Regions from separate parts of the Cyprinus carpio genome. Here region 1 is linked to region 2. A link is a contact called in public Hi-C data. All regions are on one chromosome and are shown on one strand. Each heading gives the region's core, a stretch centred on a gene start, on an enhancer-like site or on the middle of the called end of the contact. The rest is flanking DNA. Distances are from core to core; before and after follow the strand shown.

Region 1 (5,951 bases), core at 2,299-4,798, 110 kb before region 2:
ATTGAAAAGGATATTTCACAGAAAATATTTTTTTTGGTGAGCTAATACATAGTATGTTTTAAATGTCAATATGAACCTCTGTCTTTCTTCACATCTGTTTCTCTTTCTGTCATCACATAGAAAACGGTGCGTTTGGTGGTGAACTATCACCGCAGTCAGAAGGCCGTGGTTCGAGTAAATCCATCAGTCCCCCTGCATACCCTGGTGCCCGTGATCTGTCAGAAGTGCGAGTTTGACCCGGCCCATGTCTTGCTGTTCAAAGACAATATCAGCCACCAACAGCTGGACTTGGACAAGTGCCTGAGCGAGCTGGGTATCAGGGAACTCTATGTCCTGGATCAAACACTAGGTACGGGATAAAAAATGTCAGGACACCACAGTTGAAAATGATTGTGCTGCTTAATAATATTGTGGAAACTATGATACACTTTTTCTTTCCCCAGTGTATAGAAAGTTCAAAATATGGGGAGATTTGCCACAATAAACACTTTTGGTGGCGTGTTGGGAAGCAATATTATGTCCAATGGAAACCTTTGATATAAAGAACAGCTAAGAAACCACAAGTTTAGATTAATTTAGATTTTAGTTATTTCATTGGCAGGTCTAATACTTCCTGTTCAGACACACTTATAGTATCTTTGTTTAGCCAGTGCTATTATTACTTAACATACGCAAACACAGCATGCACTAAGCCTGTGACATTTCACTGTCCTTCACTGTCTAGCCAAATGTGATAAGATTTCTATTCACTTTTATTTGCCTTCAAATGTTATACTGGTTTGATTGTTTCCAGTTCTCCAGCCTAAAATGGCTTCATCACCTGCTCTGAACTACTCAGGTACTGATGCCATGTGCATGACTTTGGCTGAATAGTTGTCACAGTGGCTTAACAGTATGTGTAGTTCAACTGTCTTGAATGTGCTGAGTCTGCTTCCTGTCATAGAACATGCTGGAGCTTTTTTGAATTGAGATGGCCTGGTCAGTAGATATTATACAAGACTTGCAGTGCATATATTTATGTACTCATCTTTCATGCTTATTGTTACTGTGATGCTTTCATTCTCAATGCATTTGTCTTCAGAGAAACCTGTTACTTGTCCTGGTAATTCTTCTTTAGGTTTTGTAGAGGCTTTAGTGTTTTTCATCTGATTTTGTTGGCTTAGAGCGACATCTATTGCCAGAATCTTGTACTGCATTTTGTGCATTGTGTGCTATTTATTTTTTTGCCTCACACTAATGTTCAAAAATATGGTGTTTGTAACTTTTTTTTATTTTTAAAGTGTCTCATGCTCAACAAGGCTGCATTTATTAATCAAAATAACAGTAAAACAGTAATGCCTTGAAATATTTTATATATTTAATTTAAAATAACTTTTTATTTGAATATATTTGAATGTAGCCTAATTTATTTTTGCTTTTTAATATTTTGGTGAACATGATACCAAGGCTAAATACTAAACTCACAAAAAACTTTAACGCTACTGGTTTGCTGGCGTGCAAGCACTAGAATTTATTCTGGATATGCTAATTTTATATCTTCTATAATCTATTGTTCTCATTAGCCAGCTCAAAATTAACCGCTTCAACTAAAGTAACATTGCTTGACTCAGTTCTACATTATAATAGTTGCTTCTGCGTGTTTGTGTAAGATGCTGAACGAATGTGTTTCTCTTACAGCTGAATCTCTTCACTCCAACAGTCTGAGTGGATCGGAGAAAAAGGGTCTGCTAGGCTTCCTGAAGTTTAATCGCAGGAAATCAAAGGTAGAACACAGGCTCACATGTGTATGATTGGACACACACAAGTGTCCATTCATATTTTTGTCTGTTTAAACCTCTACAGTGCTGTATGTTAGAATGCTGCATGTCCAAAAATATATAGACGTAGAGCAATTAACACTTGGATATGCTGGGGGAAACTAATGCATATTGCAAAATATGATGAAAAAGAAACATGTTGTTGATATTTCAGTGTTTGAACCCTGCATTGCATGGTTTTCATTGATATTATGAGTCTGCCTGCCATGCTAGTGTACATTCCCATTTCAGACTGAAGATCAGTCCTCTGAGGACATGGACAGTCTTGATGATGATAGTGTTGTTGACAATGCAGACACTAACATTAATGTAAGTACTAACCCATGTAACTGTCTCTTACTAATACACTCTCATCTTTCCATCTGTCACAGTTTTCAGTCTTTAACACAATTATACTGCCTGCAGGTTGATTACTTTTTGTTCTTTTCACAAAATCTGTGCCAAATAGCACCATGCTCTTTTGTGATTCATTGTTATTTATTATGTCAATGAGCAAACTTATCTCTTAATTATATAAAAAAAGAATAGTTCTGAACCAGAACTCAATGATAAAATGCTATAAATAATATAATGTTTAATGTTTAATAAAATTATAAATTTAAATTATAATAATAAAAGGTTTATCTTAAAATGAAAATTTGTGTTTTTAATATTTGTATAAAAATTAGCTACTTAAAACTACTAATGAAAGTTTTACAGAAAATCTGCACTCCATTAAATGTATTTTTTTTCCAGGTTTCACCTCTAGGTGTCAGTAATTACTTGGGCAAAAAAGTGATCTTCAGGAGTGCTCAAGCACATTTATTTACACAGAGCCATGTTATAATATGTGATAAATGCCATATCAAATTTAGCTTTCTTCTGGGTACAAATTTGGCTCCATTATATGGTTAATTAGCTGCATTCATACACACTTGATCCTTCAAATATCTTTATTTCTACACCCACATTGCTATGTTCCTCCATCTTCCTCCTTTCAGAGAAGCACACCCTGTTCTTGAAGACACTCAGACACATGCGCTGAACAACTTGGTTGTCCATAATTTATTATGGACGTTATTTTATGTTATTTATTATAGTTATTTTCTTCCTATCTCTGATCGGCCTGCCAAACAGCCTTTTTACGAAAGGCCTTGCTCTGCCCTGCTCTACGTGCTCCCTGCCTGTAAATACACAAGTTCAGGTAGAATCTCATCATAAACAGAGCCAAGAGCCATTTTCAACACGTCTCAGTAACTGATTTCCAATTATGTAACCCGCTAATAGCCATTCCCACATTGAACATTCCGTTCTAAGGGCAGAGAGGGGTGAGAGAAAAAGGCTGAACTTCTGCAGCGAGGTTGTGTAGTCTAATGAAAGCGATCAGAGCAGTGGCTACTGTAGGAGAACTGTGATTATTTTGTCTTAGTGCTCTTCCAGGTGTCAGTGTGTTTGTTTGTGCAGGTGTGCGTGTTTGTGTCTCTTAAGTTTTTTATGTCTAGTTTGGATCATATGTCTGTTCGTTACTCTGCCTTCTTCTCAAGTCAAGCTGCAAGACTGCATACTTTCTTTCTCTCTCGTTCCAACCGACAGCTGAGCTCTCACTCAAACACTCATGCAAGGTCCTGGAAGATCCGGTGTCGTTCCTGTCAGTGTTTGCCAGATCACTCTGCTGTCTCTTAAAGGAACATCCGCTCTGTCCTTTCCACACCTCTGTGTGTTTTTTACGTGAAAAACCCTACTTCTCAGCATTTGTTTGTAAGGTGAAGTGTGTAATTTGTGTGCCATTAGTGGCCACAAATTTAAATTGCAAAAATAATGTTTTTTTTTCAACGGATTTCCCAGATATTTTTACCATCCCTTCCTGTCTAAAATTGTTTGAGTAAACAGGTAGTCACACCTCAATGTCACACCAAACAAACATATTTTTTTGTAAAAAAAAAAAAAAAAAAAGAAAGGCCATTGTGTTCACCTTTGTTAGGAGTAGATGAATGGCTTACTTGTAGCTGTCTCTGCCACGGTTGGCCGAAATTCAGTATTTAAAGTCAAAATGAAACGGAAGTAGCAACAGATCTTTTGTTCTGTATTGCGCAGTACATATTGTGATTAGTGTAATGGATTATTGAAAAACAACAATAACAAAAAACGTGGGACAGGGATATGGTTTCATCCATCGATTGATGATTGGATTTTGAAATGTTGGCGTTGAGTTCCCAAATACTGTAGATGCAGATGAATGCAAGCTTGCATGGTTGGAAAAGTGTGGCATACGTCGCTATAGAGAAGTATATCATTTCACCAGAAAATCAAGGTTTAACATTCTGAATAAAAAATATGAAATCAAGATGATTTGATTGCACTATATGACGTAATTTTCCAATATTTAGAATTTTCTCAAAAACCTACTTTTTCGAACTCCTCCTAGGCCGTTGTTCTGATTTTCACAAACCAGATAATCTTCAGACCATTCTGACAAAAATGTATGGAATTGAAGTTCGTTCTCGAATAACACGTGAACAAATTTGACGAAGAGCATCCAAAAATGGATGTAAGGCTTTATCTCTGCAATGGTGTAGCATATTGAGACCAAACTTGGTGTATGTTATGATGACCATGACCTGAGGCCACCTGCATAGTTTCGGCGCAGCACCACCTAGTGGTTAGGAGATATGAAAACAAAATTGGTCTCTTTAGATTTGGTGCAGCATGCCGAGTTGAACCATACCCAGTTTTCCAATGTCAGCCATTTTGGGCTTTGGCTATTTTGAATTTTGTCATAAAATGCTATTTTTTACGAATGCATTGAATCCTTATGAAACTCGGTATGTGTCCCTGATGGTCCTTAAAAAGTTTTGGGGCAGCACCACCTTGTGGTCAAAAGTTATAATGAAATTTTCAAAAATGCTAATAACTTTTGATTAAATTGGCCTATTGTAATGAAATCTAACTGGTCTAAAAATATTTGTTGGGTTATGCCGAGAACATAGATACCAGTTTTGCCATAGTCGACCAAATTGCCTTTAATTGCTGCTTGCAGCTATATTTAATTTTGTATTTATTTCCTGATTAGCCCAACTGATTACACATTTCTCTAAATATTAAAATTTTTTAATTCTGTTGTTTGCAATGTTTATAGAAGTTTAAAAAAATGTAATAGGAGATAAATTTGATAATTTAATAGGAGCTACAACCAAAAAAGTGTACTAATGGTAAAATGGGTACTCTGATGGTAATCTAATGGTAATTTGAAAATTTCATAGCGCATCAAAAAAAAATATGTTTGCAACAGGGTTATGACTTTTTTGAAATTCAGTCCATTTTACTTATACTTCAATAGATGGAAATTCAAATTACAGTTCTGCATTCTGTTAACTACCTCAATTCAATTCATTCGGAAATTAAATTGATTCTGAGTTCAGCAAGTCAAGTCAAGTGACCTTTATTTATATAGCACTTTATACAATGCAGATTGTGTCAAAGCAGCTTTACAGTATTAAACAGAAAAATAGTGTTGATAATATTTAGTGATGTCATCTTCCAGCTCAGTACAGTTGAAATAGTATCTGTGCAATCAAGTTGTAGTAAAGTAGGAGAATGTATTTCAACATCTAACAAAATGACACAACATTTCACTTTTAATGTCAGGTGTATATATGTATTTGCTTCCAGAAATTACTCATTGGTGTAAAACTTAATTTTTGTTGACAAATCAATACAGTATTAACACCTCTAAATCTTGCTAATGAAAGCTGTATAAAACACAGGAAACATGGACGATAATGGCATTATTTGTATAAAATCATCTTGTTCTAATGTCCCTATTCTTTAATTTTCTTTCTCCTCACCTTCCCTCACTCAGTTCTGCTTCTCAATAATTGCACAAAGTCTAACTACACATTGTGCTAACTTTGTAAACATTTATAAATTTGCCACAAGAGAATGATTTCAAGACATCCCTAAGCTCGTAGATTTGCATAGCAGCAGAATAAGAAGATATCGGCTTCACAATTGTTGTGGTTTAGTATTTGTCTTAAGTCCCTCCCTGTTAACCGTCTTCTCAGGGCAGCTGCTTTATGGTGTGTAAACGTGGGGTCATGACCGGGGTAAAGCCCTCAGAACTCAGCCACTCTCCAGGAGCAGGTCGTGACATTTTCA
Region 2 (5,650 bases), core at 2,772-5,271:
TTCCCACCCGTGCTTCCCCTTCTGTTATTTGTACAGTGCAAGGATGCACCTTCCGGGAGGGGGCGTTATGTCAGGATTATGGTCCTGTCTGTGTGTGTTTTTGCTCTGTGACCCAGTTTCTGTCTCCTGTTAATTGTGTTAATTTGATCCCAGGTGTGTTTTGTTCCTCCCTTATTATCCTGCCTTTAAAAGCCCTAGTCCATTCAGTTCTTGTTTGTCGTGTCTATTTGTTACTGCGTGTGTTTCCTGTTATTCCCTGTATTGGATATACCCTGTTCCTGGAGTCCATTAAAGATTGTTTCGTGTATTCCGTGTCTCCTCGTTCCTCTCTACACAGAGTGTGACAATAGCACAGTTTCCACCAAGAAAAAAAAACTTTAATATTTTTTATATATATATATACAGTATATATATATATATATATATATATATATATATATATATATATATATAATATTTATGTCACAATCTATACATCTAACAGACCAATTTACTGTTAGTAAAAGGAAAAGTAATTTATGAATGAGGCTCTGTTTTCACAGTGTAATCCGTCCTGCCAGAGGAATTCACAGTGGCCTGACCATCTGAGGATAAGCAGGACTGCAATGTCACCTTTTGTACCTTAAGCATTATATTAGTACAGCTCATCTGAAGGATAACCAAGTCAGCACACAAAATGCATGACGTAGCCATGTTTATTGACAAAATTTTGTTAGGAACACTGTGTTTTAGAGTATACACAACACAATAGGTTAAATCGAGTCTGGTTTGTATAGTAGGAGATTTATGAACCTTAATAAATACCTCATGTATATATATATATTGCATCCACCTGTTAGCAGAAACTTGATCTGTGTATGACAGCACATGAAGGGTTGTGACTTTACATCACATGCATGTTTGAGGATAAATTAACCACAGCACCCTTTAATGGATCCCTTAAAACACTCCTTGCAAGATTTTTTTTTGTCTAAATATAGCCTTGATATCAAAAGGTGACATTTACCTAGTACTGTATGTATTCATTTTATTTTATTTCATTCATTCATTCATTCATTCATTCATTCATTCATTCATTCTTCACACATCACTTATATTTTAAATAAAAATGTTCTTCGCTAAAAAAGAATTCTTCTTGATAACCAAGTACCCAAACTTTATTTTCAGCAAATTATAGCTTGTGGTGGACAGTTATAATGTAAAAACTGATATACTGTACTTTTTTTTTTTCATTAAATAGTTAAATTGTTTATATTTAGATATTTTAGTAGATATCATACAAATAATAATAATTACTATTATTATTGTTATATGTTTGATGGATGTTCTTATTAAGTCTGGGACAAGAATCCAGCAATGAAATGTATAAATAAATGGTATTTTGAAAAGGAACAAAACTAAATTATGAAAGAATTTTATTAATTTGTGTAAAACTGATACTTTATGAAAGAATTTTATTAATTTGTGTAAAAACTGATACTTTTTCATTAAATCTCTCAATTATATATATATATATATATATATATATATATATATATATATATATATATATATATATATATATATATATAATAAAGTGGTCATATTTTAAGTTGCAGGTCTGGGTCTGGGACATGAATCAAACAATAAAATTTATAAATAAATTATGAAAGAATTTGTAAGAGCATAATTTGACCTTGATATGTTTGTTTAAATAAAAACCAGCCACTGTCCATAGAATTTACTTTTATAAAATGGTCTTTGTTATAAAATGATCTGTATAACATCTAACATTACTCAGATTTTCTTTTCTTGTTTAACTGATCAACTTTCCCAAAATCTCTGTAAAAGTCCTGTACAGCCAGCAAAGAGGCAACACAGACCTATAGATTGTGGTCCCAGACAAACTTAAAGCATGATATTAGAGGTCTTAGCTCTGTCTGGGCCTTCTGCTAGGTTCAGTCAGACAGAACCACTCTGGCTTCCCCCAGTATAAGTACGGGTTGAACAGTTCCGTCACACTTGGCTAGCTAGAATCCCCACTCATGCTCACATACACACAGTCTTTCTGCCCTTAAGAAAAATTTCAGACTTTTAATGCTAATGCCAATATGCATTGCTTTAGGATTTACATTCAGACTGCAGGAGACCACAAGAAGAGACTAGAAGTCCTTTCTGGTACAAAACTTCATCTGACCATATGATACATAGCAATATATGTATAAACAAAATTCGCACAGAACAGACTAGATAGGCTGTTGGCTCCAAGCTGATCTGTTAAATTATCAGTTAAAAAACAAACAAACAAACAAACCAAAAAAACATTTATTCCAACTAGAAATAATAAATAAATAAATAAATAAATATATAAATAAAATTCTGTTGAAGCATCAGGAATTTAAAAGTGCATGAATACTTATGGAGAATAAATATGAAGAACAAAACTTGAGATGTGGTGTACATGGGAATATAAAAGTAATTATTTTGCTAAATAAACTGGAGATTCTTCTTTAAACTTTTGGATTCCATGTTGTGAATGTTATTTATTTACTTATATTATTTGTATTCTTGTGGTTGATTCTTTTAACAGCATTGGGTAAAATGCCACCGCCAACATTAAAAAAAACAAAAAAAACAACCCTAATTAGTCACAGTTTTTAGGAAAAACTAGTATGATAGACAGATTCAGAATTACGCAAACTAGCTGCAAATTTCCAACAATGTCACTTGGCAGTAGTACCCATGAAGTAGTCAACTACACTAGATGTCTTCTGGGAATAAAACCTATAGTGTAAAAAAAAAAAAAAAATGAGTGGTGTTTGGCAAGCATCACTATTTCCTCACACTTTGGGAAAAAAAAGTTTTAAACATCCTATATTGCCCTATGGATGCCTCAAATCATATAGTTTGTTGAGAAGAGGAAATTAATAATTGTTAGTGATTGTTGTTATAATACAGAATTTATATTTGTCATTTATAACATTTATATTACATTATTACAACTGTATTGTGAATACGTGCAATACTTTAAACAGTCTATGCAAACACACATATGCTACATAAATGCCATATCAGATGTAGCTTTTATTCTATTTGTGTAGTATTAAGATGTTTTGTTGATGAAATTTCATTTGTAACAGTCTATTTTTCTGATTGAAGTATTTGGTAAATCTAAGCATTTGGCATAAAAGGCAATACAAACATTTAATAATTATAACATTGGTCTTCACAAAGGTATTTTTTAAAAAAAAAAAGCCCCTGGAAATCAATGGGCAAATATTGTCCCTTTATAGAAAAGTTCATTTCTGACCATGTGTCCCTGACAAGATTTCCTTCATGCAGGAGTCATACAGGGTCCCAAATTTTTTGAATGTAGTTTCATCATGAAAAATGCTTACAATTAATGATATCTAGATGTTCATCAGCACTGAAATGTGTTTGACCAAAAATGTCAACACACCAGTTCCTTTTTCATTTGGTATCATTCAACAAAGTGATGAGCAACACGGCTGCATGTGTGCGGCATATTCACATTTACATAATAATACAAAACAATCTTGCTCTGGTTCTTGAACATTGTACATAACGTTCAGAAGCCATAAAACTACTGACTCTCTGCAGCCACATCACAGCCAGATTCTGGGTTTCGCGGTCTCGCTCTGAGAACCATCTCCAAATACAAGAGTGCCGCAGGACATTCTGTTCCCAGCTCGTGCTGTGAAAGCTCCAATCAGCGCTGAAAGCGATATCCCACAATCCTTGATCCTACTGCACTCAAACCCAGCCTTTAGTTTTTGTACAGCATCCAAGAGTTCAAAGTGTTCCCCTCTGGTGAGACAGCAGAGAGGCTCTGTTTTGGAAAGGAATGAGTTTTTGAATCGAGTCGCCACCTGTAGTTTACACACGGAGAACGTGGCTCCCAGCTGCCAGTCGCTTTAGATCTAGTTCCGTGAATACAATGGCACAGTTTCAGCTGATCACATGGCAGGGCCACGTCTGTACGGTGCTGTTTTTCTCATAGCCTGTAAACACAGCCGTGACCCTCCCCAGATACGGCAGGGGGTCTTCTGAGGACAAGGAAAGGGCCTCCTCTCTTCTCTTTCATCACAGATTGGGCAATTGCTTTCATTCCTGAAAACGGACGGGAAAATGTTTATACATGTAAACATGTATTGCACCTTAACATGCATCAGACATGGTCTTGTTTTCTAATAAAAAGGTTATTAATTTATTTAAAATTGTATTATATAATGTAACTTGTTTTTAGAGACTATGTAAATTTTTTTGTAACATAAACCTCAATTGTGAAATGTGATTTAAGATATGTAGGTGTATAACTACTAATTGTAACTTTTTAGATATTTTACTGGGAAAAAATACTGATTTACAGTTTAATGAAATTCCTAGACAACATTTTGGAGGGATCGCCTATTTTCCAGGCCTGTTCTGTCAGACTTAAACTGGTTTATTCCTTCATGGATAATAAAATGTGTGTTTTTTTGTGTGTGTTTGTGTGTGTGTGTGTGTGTGTGTGTTTGTGTGTGTGTGTGTGTGTGTGTGTGTGTGTGTGTGTGTGTGTGTGTGTGTGTGTGTGAGAGAGAGAGAGAGAGAGAGAGAGAGAGAGAGAGAGAGAGAGAGAGAGAGAGAGTGGTGTGACTAATATAAAAAAAAATGCTTTTAGCATGACCGCTTTATTGGCTTCTGTCTCAGCAGGATAATGTAGACCGAGCTGCCAATCACAGACAGGCGGATTTAATTGGACCAGGTTTTCAGCAGTCAACCAATCGGAATTCACCCAGCCATCAAGGTCAGTGAACTAATAATTTGCATGCACACTTCATAAATTCCTTAAAATAAGATACCCTGGCTGCTGTGTTTGTAATTTTTTTAATTTATTTTTTTTAATACTTTTTTTATGGTTATGGTGTATGTTCTTAATATCCCAAACAGAGGTAAAGCATTTTTAATAGATGTCCAGAATTGCTTCTAGTTTAATAACTCACACAATTAACAAGTGTGTGTGCATACTTGATTATGGGCAGGGGCCATCTGTCTCACACACTTGGACTTGGGTGGGGGCTGTCTGTCGTAGACGCCTTTTATAGTTGGAGACTTGCTCATTAAGTTCAAACTGGGATCTATATTCAGGCGTTTCCGCTGTAAACACTCCAGCAGTTCAAAGGCTTGATTTGTAAAGACACAGGGTGCCACTCATTAAGCCTCCAACCAAATTGTGCCATACAAAAATACAGAGGCATGATATTTGGAGCATGAGATTTAAGCACAATATCGCCTCAGCATGGGATGTAGAGCCTGAAGTTTTTTTTTTTTCTTTCTGAAAATCTGATGTTGTCATTGAAGTAAATGGAGCAGAAATTTTTCATTTAGGACTTTTCAGAGTGTGCTGAAAAAATCCTCACAGCTGTGACTACACTAAACTATTGGCTCTGATAATTTAAAGGCCCTTAGTATTTCATTTGCTGAGTGGTGTTTGTCAAACACAGTTACACACATTTATACATATATTCTATTGATTGGTGGATTTTTAACACTGTTTAATAATGTTTATTCAGAGTATTATATAAACACTCTTATCACACAACTAAATGAATGAATGTATATATATAAAAAAAAAACTAGAAAAAATTGCAAGAGTTTGTTCCCATGTCTG

Evidence for each region. Hi-C and Micro-C count contacts between places; a contact is called where the count stands out from the background.
Region 1: a contact with region 2 is called in a Hi-C map of skeletal muscle, with 4 times the contacts expected there. The contact joins two enhancer-like sites. A contact is called at or near these places in 2 of 8 Hi-C or Micro-C datasets (both in skeletal muscle).

The regions. Positions count from the first base shown.
Region 1 is chrB16:7,360,723-7,366,673 of ASM1834038v1, reverse strand. It overlaps cobl (protein cordon-bleu), which reads left to right. Exons shown (of 16, transcript XM_042740501.1): 5 at 121-349; 6 at 1,678-1,763. Among protein-coding and RNA genes, the nearest start is that of cobl, 58 kb to the left of the region's middle. Within about 2 kb of position 3,548, at least 1 of the 8 cell types and tissues checked has an H3K27ac peak or open chromatin away from gene starts, as enhancers often do. A contact at or near this core is called in skeletal muscle, where this site is marked.
Region 2 is chrB16:7,254,827-7,260,476 of ASM1834038v1, reverse strand. It overlaps LOC109066341 (growth factor receptor-bound protein 10-like), which reads left to right. Exons shown (of 18, transcript XM_042740500.1): 3 at 4,690-4,786. Among protein-coding and RNA genes, the nearest start is that of LOC109066341, 40 kb to the left of the region's middle. Within about 2 kb of position 4,021, at least 3 of the 8 cell types and tissues checked have an H3K27ac peak or open chromatin away from gene starts, as enhancers often do. A contact at or near this core is called in skeletal muscle, where this site is marked.